Linked DNA regions of Danio rerio: region 2 is linked to region 1. Evidence: chromatin contacts called from public HiCAR-type data. All regions are on one chromosome and are shown on one strand. Each heading gives the region's core, a stretch centred on a gene start, on an enhancer-like site or on the middle of the called end of the contact. The rest is flanking DNA. Distances are from core to core; before and after follow the strand shown. Region 1 holds the start of ccdc92 (coiled-coil domain containing 92). Region 2 holds the start of rflna (refilin A).

Region 1 (3,561 bases), core at 395-2,894:
AAAAAACAAAAACAAATGATACCCCTGACTTTAAAAAAAAACAAAAAAAAGCAGAAACAATAATGTTATCAAATCCTTTTTTTTAACCTTTGTAATTTTGACCTTCGTAAACAATTGTAAACAATTGTTTGTACCTAAATGAATGAAAGGGACACACTGAAACTTTGGTTTGGTTGTGGCTGGAAGGGCATCCATTGTTTAAAATAATTGCCAGAGTTTAGTGTTTCATGCCACTGGTAAATTTTCACACATTTAAACAAGAATATAAATAGACTCAATGATGTGGTAAAAATCTGTGGATTTCTGTGGTGCAGATTACATATGGACCTTCTTATAACTATCTGAAAGTTATTATCAACAAATGTGCATTTTGGGGGGTGAAATGTCCCTTAAGCAGCTCTTTATCCTGCCCTCCAAATTCTCTCTCATCTCCCCATTAATTATCAATGAGCTGCAGATAGAAGAGACTCTAAAAACACTGCTGTATCCTAGTCACACGCAAACATCCAGCGCTTCCAAGAGGTCACACCCACTACACTCCTGCATGATGTAACATAGTATGATGACATTACATTTGCAACAATAGCAGCAGCAGACATACAGTTCATAATCAGACGTTTCTATTATTAGACAAACCACTTATTAAAGAACACCAAGCATATGCTGCTCATAGAATGGCGAAAATTGTTCATGAGTGACAAAATGTGGGACTTTCATGGCAGCATCTGATTGGCCAGTGCACATCAACACATGCACGTGAGAATGGCTAGGGATGAGCAGGATCATAAACAGCACCTGCATTGCGGACAGCGCAGCAATCACCCATATAAACCACTATCCTAAAATAAAAACAATTACATCAGAATGCACTTAACAGGTATGAAAACAGAAGAATGCGTCTGTTGCAGTTTTGCAGAAAAAAAAACAGCAGCACGTGTCCAAAACAATACTGAAAATAAGTAAAGCTACAAACAAAGGCTTTCAATCAATAATAAGCATACAAAAATATATACTTTAAAAATCTGTACCAATTGATGATGGTTTAAGTAGTATAATTCACGCAGCATGAAATTAATGCGAATTATACCAAATATCGTATGATGCACACTTGACATTCAAAACAAGCAGTCAAGAACGTGTTCCTGTTAATAAGTGTCCAATGACACCTATATGCCACTTTATAACACCGTCGTCTCCAGTTACTGTCACAATAATCAGCCAGCAGCGACTCATTCTGGTCGATTAATGATCTCATCCGTCCGAAAATAAATACGCAACAAGCAGCAGACGCACACACAACCTGATTAATATGCTCTTACACTCTACACTCAAAATATACCTGGCAACATACGTTTAAACATCATGTAGAACAGTGAGCTTTAAAACAGTCAAAGGCTGGAGAGCGAGCAGGTGCAGCAGAGATGCGAGCTGCCCGCATTATTACACCGGAGCAAAGCGCAAAGACGCGGCCGACACCTACCAGAAAGACGCGCTGGAACGACTGAATGGTGATGGGGTCGCTTCTGCTGTCTGTGGGCTGTTGAGAGGAGAGATCTGCGGGGTTTTGGTCTCCTCGCTGGGGCAGAGAGAGAAGGAGAGAGAGAGAGGGCTGTGTCTGTCATCTCCCGGAGATACAACACTAAATAAAGCGGTGCATGCTGGGATACTGAGGAAAATACACACGCGCGCGCACTTCAGCGGGCCTCTGGCGCAGGTGAAACGCACGTACACGATACTAGTACACTTTTTTGTCGTCTTGCTGTCAGTGATGTACAGTGGGATAAGGTAAGTTAAAGTTTATGGGGAGCTTATTGTGTCAAGCGAAATTTATTTGACCCAAAGCGTCATCACCATAGAAACATAATGACGTGCGTTGAGCGCTATTTGAAATGTTTTAAAACCAAGATGAAAATATAAGAAGTACAGCCTAGCATATGATCAGTTGAGGTCAAGACAATAATAATAATAGTAATGTTATTATTATTATTATTATTATTATTATTTTATTAATTCCTTATTTATTTATCAAACAAAATTATTTATTAAAATCCCAAATTATTAATTCTTTATTTTCATTCATTCATTCATTAATTTTCTTTCGGCTTTATTCTTATTTATCAGGTGTCAACTCAGTGAAATGAACCGCAAACTTATGCAGCATATGTTTTGCACAGCGGATACCCTTCCAGCTGCAACCCAGTACTAGGAAACACCCATACACTCTTACCTTGCCACACTCATACTCTCATACTCTACGGCCAGTTTAGTTTATTCAATTCACTTATTTCACATGTCTTTAGATTTTGGGGGAAGCTGGAGCTCCTGGAGGAAACCCACGCCAACACGAGGAGAACATGCAAGCTCCACACAGAAATGCCAACTGGTCCAGCCAGGATTTGAACCAATGACCATGTTGCTGTGAGGCAATAGTGCTAACCACTGAGCCACCATGCCAGTCCTTTATTTTACTTTAGCCATTTTTTTAAACAAGAAAGTAAGAATGTAATTTGAATTTCTTTAATTATTATGTATCTATTCATATAGGGCAGGGGTGCCCAAACTTTTTTGTATGAATGGCCAAAACCAAATATCATTAAGAACCGTGGGCCAAAGGTAAATATACCAATGGGTACCATGGGTAGTTTCCTAATTTATTTAATAATATTTAAAAATAAATTAATTCATTTTCTTTCAGCTTGGTCTCTTTATTAATCCAACTTATCCAGCACATGTTTTACGCAATGGATGCCCTTTCAGCCGCAACCCATCTCTGGGAAACATCCATACACGCTCATTCACACACATACACTGCGGACATTTTACCTTACCCAATTCACCTGTACTGCATGTCTTTGGACAGTGGGGGAAACCGGAGCACCCGGAGAAAATCTACGCGAACGCAGGGAAAACATGCAAACCCCACATAGAAACACCAATTGACCCAGCTGAGGCTCGAACAAGCAACCTTCTTGCTGTGAGGCGACATAACTACCTACTGCGCCACTGCATTGCCCTGTAAAGAGCTCAGTAAGCTTACAGCACCTGATATTCCTAGGCAGTCTCCAATCCAAGTACTAACCAGGCTTAACCCTACTTTACATCTGAGATCAGACAAGATCGGGCATTTCAAAATAAATAGAAAACATTATTTTATACCATATTAATTAATGCAGTATAACTTTTTAAAATTATAAATGAATGCCATAAAAACATAATCACATTTATGACACCGTGAAGTTCAATGCTAAATACACTAAACATTGAAACATCCACATCATTCTTTATCAGTCTCATTCGTCATCCATTGTCGGGTGACAGTATATACATTTAAACAAAATCTGATTAATTTTCGCCATTTAATTGAAACATTTATTTTAGTTAGCTTTTTCAGTTAGATTCTTCCTTTCTCATCAGATGGGATGGTGGGCCAAATCAAAGGTTATGGGCCTACCTCAGCCCTCTGGCCCTAGGACATCACTGATAAAGGGTATTAATTATCATTTAATTCTGTATGGTGTAATTGCAATTAATGCTAAATATTCTTGCTTTCCCAACATGAAT
Region 2 (3,561 bases), core at 433-2,932, 180 kb after region 1:
AAATCAAATGCTCAAACTATAATTCAAATGGAGGAGCTAATTTCTGATTCTTGTGATTACACACACACAGCTGGAAGCTCATGATGGACTGAATGCTTGGATTTTGTTTGTTCTTATAATGTATTATCTCTTAGTACCGATTTCCAAAAGAGTTTTTGTGTTTACTCAGTTTCAAACATTTTAGGTCAGTGCAGTTGCTGTTTTCAAAAATTGAGTACATGAGAAAAAGCGAAAGGAAATAAGAATTATTTTTTGTTAGGAGTTTTTTTGTTTACTCAGCTGGCGTTGTTCAGGCAGAAATAGATTTTAGCACCTGTTTTATAAACTACATAGCAGACAGGGCTGAGAAACACTTATATTTTGTTTACAATATGCTCAGTTATTACTAATTATTTATCATTTATCAGTGTGGCATATGTGGTTTGAAGAAACCACACAGATGCTCTGAAGCGGTGTTTAACCATGGATATGGTTGTAGTGACGTCCATTATGAAAATTAACCAGGGTTTTATTATAGTGAATGTGTAGTAGCCATCGTTTACCATTATTAATCTTTTACAGCCATATTTAAACTATGGTTTTTGGCACAAGTTTAATTTGTGGTCACCTTGGTTAAACTACACTTTTCATTTTATTTTCTTCTTTATTTGTAGTAAAAACATGGTTAATTTCGTTGTGTCACTCTTTTTTTTTTTCTGATTGACTTAAAATTAGGTATTTTCTAATCATAACACAAGCTCCTGATTCTTCGAAGACTTAAATTACACCCACAAAAAAAAAAAAAATAATAAAATATATATATATATATATATATATATATATATATATATATATATATATATATATATATATATATATATATATATATATATATATATATATATATATATATATATGAATTTATAGTAAATATAGTGATTTTGAACCATGATATAATAAATTACCTGAATTAATCTGTTGTAGAAGTAACACAGTTTCTATGTATGGTGACCTAACTGTAGTAATAAACAATTGACCCATTACTATGTTTTTTTACTATGTTTTTTAATATAATTGCGTATATTATACTACAATAAACAACAGTTTGCAGTTGTGAAACTAAAGAATACTGCGGTATTTACTACAGTTTGTCACTTCATTACAGATAATATGCTGTAGTGTGTTGTAAATACTATAATACAGTAAAATATACTTGGCTAGTTTGGTTCAAAAAGTGTATTTACTATGAACTACTATAGTACTTTTTCATGTAGGCAGAGAAGGAAAGTTGTGTATCGGCCAAAGATACAGGTCACCCTAATTTTTCAGAAGTGTGACACACTAATCCCACAGTAACCCAGTACACTTTCTCAAGAATCAAGGCAATTTAAAGCCACAAATGTTCTTCAGAAATCGCAGAGGTGCATTTTTTCTCGCAGAGGTCAGTTCTAAAGCATTTTAAAACGTGTAAATTGATTTACACTAATGCTTTACACACACTTTCGCGGTTTGCTTTATATTATTCTCTAAAAGCCAAACGTTTTGCTGAAATGTAGGGCAGAGCTGTCAAACGCAGCTGTCGGTCCCCCTGCTGGTTGGAGCTTGTATTGACATCATCTGCTCGGCCGCTCTGGATTGGCTCCAGGCGCATAAAGGCTGGCGGTCAGAGTGCGCGCTCTCTACTCGTTCTCAAACTGGCGCAGCGCTGCTGGGAGACACTTCTGCACTTTCAGGAGGACCACAGACGAACAGAAGACACCGGCTATAATCAGCTGGGGACTTTTGTGAGAATTCAGCGAGTTCTGCTGTTCACTTTTGAAGCTGCCTGTGAGAATATAATCGCGCCTACTTTGGATTTTACTCTTTGAGATCATGAACTAACGTGAACTTCATTCACGGAGTTTTAAACGGCGGGATTTATACAATTCAAAGGTAACCTAACGTTAGTCTCTTTAAGGGACAGCTATCGCTTTTATACAGTCTGAATCTATTATAAAGCGCATTAGGAGTGGCTTTTGTTTATGTTTTAATTAAATAAAAACAAATGCATGTGACTGGTCTGCGTATTATTCTGTAACGAGCACTTTTGGAAACATGTTCGGCGGCGTTTCCAAATCTAGTAAGATGCCTACCTAGGCGGCATTTTGGGCATCAAAATATGTGCGCTAAAAAAAGTTCTGGTAGTGTTTTAACTCTCTTCAAAAACACGCTATGTACACTGGCACCATGCTAGATTTAGTACAGTCATTATACATTGTAATTATTTAGTAGCCTAAATGCTTTTTAACGAATGAAGTCAGTTGGTAAACTACTGTATAGGGCCATGTACTGTAGTTGTCAAACTGAGTTGTCACAAGGATTATACCTCAGTAAGCAAGGTTTTAGGTGTTCAGGAGAAGTTGTCACATCTTATATTGGTATATACTTACACAATATTTAGTGTTTTAAGTCAGATCAGCAGTTTGAAGTAGTTATTACATTAACATTTTGCTGTTTCAGAAATGTTGTTTAGGTTTAGACACATTTTTATATTTAGAATTAAATTTAGATTATTTTTTTACAACCTACTTAAATGTGAATGTATCTGTGTTAAAAATGACTCTCAAAAATCCTTTAAACCTGAGGAGAAATTGTGTACAAGTTGTGAGAACTATCTCTGTTCTTCCATATAAACCATATATGTTATTACTTTTGTTTCAGGCTTCTGAAGGAAACAACAGGTCTCCCTGTGTGGCTTTGTTATGGGACTTTAACTTTAAACACATCTTGCATCGTCTTTCTTCTTGGAGTGAATTTGGCTAGTTTAAAAAATTATAATTGCGCTCTTCCAGAAATGGTGGGGCATTTACATTTGCAAGCTATGGATGACAGTTTGAAAGGAAAGAACCGAGAGGGACTGCTCGATAGTCCGGATTCGGGACTCCCTCCAAGCCCCAGTCCACCCTTCTACTCTCTGTCGCCGGGGATTCTCGAGTCGCGGTCCGCCAGCTGCTCAACCCCGACCGAGCTGCAAGGATACTGCAGAAAGGAGAGCCGGGAAGGCAAACTGGTATGCAATCATCTCAAAGCTTTAGAGGAGAACCAAGAAGTGCATTTTCCTGGATCAACATCCTTTGCAGGCAGTGGAACAATATCCTTATCAGCAAATCAGTGCACTGATTTTAAGGATAGGGGTAGGGTATCGTTTGCTGTCCAGGAAAAGTATGTTGATGCAGGAACATGTCCTACTTTGGTAAATCGTACTATGCAGTATTTAGACATTATGTATGACTCAGGTTTCAAATAAACACATCACATCATGATGTACATCAGACATATTTTTATTACAATCAGTTTTCATTGACTACATTCACATCAAGGATATTACTGAGAGCAGTGTTCAGTATGGTTACACTCACACACACTTCAGTTACAGACAAGTGTGACTTCTGCACTTTATAAGTGAGTGTGTTTTCTCTTTGGGGATTTGGAGAATGAGCTGTGTGTCATCCAAAGGTTTTAGATAGAGTTGTTGTCTAACATGAGTTTTGTGAGCGGAGAGATGAGCTTGCATCTTAAATGCACCCAACTTTTTTTGGATCG

The links. HiCAR-type assays count read pairs that join an accessible place to other places.
Region 2: a contact with region 1 is called in a HiCAR-type map of caudal fin, with 7 times the contacts expected there. The contact joins the promoter of rflna here to the promoter of ccdc92 in region 1. A contact is called at or near these places in 2 of 18 Hi-C or Micro-C datasets (caudal fin and an unstated tissue) and 1 of 4 datasets of contacts at active chromatin or transcription factors (caudal fin).

What each region holds. Positions count from the first base shown.
Region 1 is chr8:51,578,168-51,581,728 of GRCz12tu, forward strand. ccdc92 (coiled-coil domain containing 92) reads right to left here and starts at 1,645. Exons shown (of 4, transcript NM_001037705.2): 1 at 1,481-1,645. LOC141375904 (a long non-coding RNA gene) reads left to right here and starts at 1,248. Exons shown (of 3, transcript XR_012384713.1): 1 at 1,248-1,714.
Region 2 is chr8:51,761,162-51,764,722 of GRCz12tu, forward strand. It overlaps rflna (refilin A), which reads left to right and starts at 1,683. Exons shown (of 4, transcript NM_001007031.2): 1 at 1,683-1,911; 2 at 2,680-3,028. The coding sequence starts at 2,813.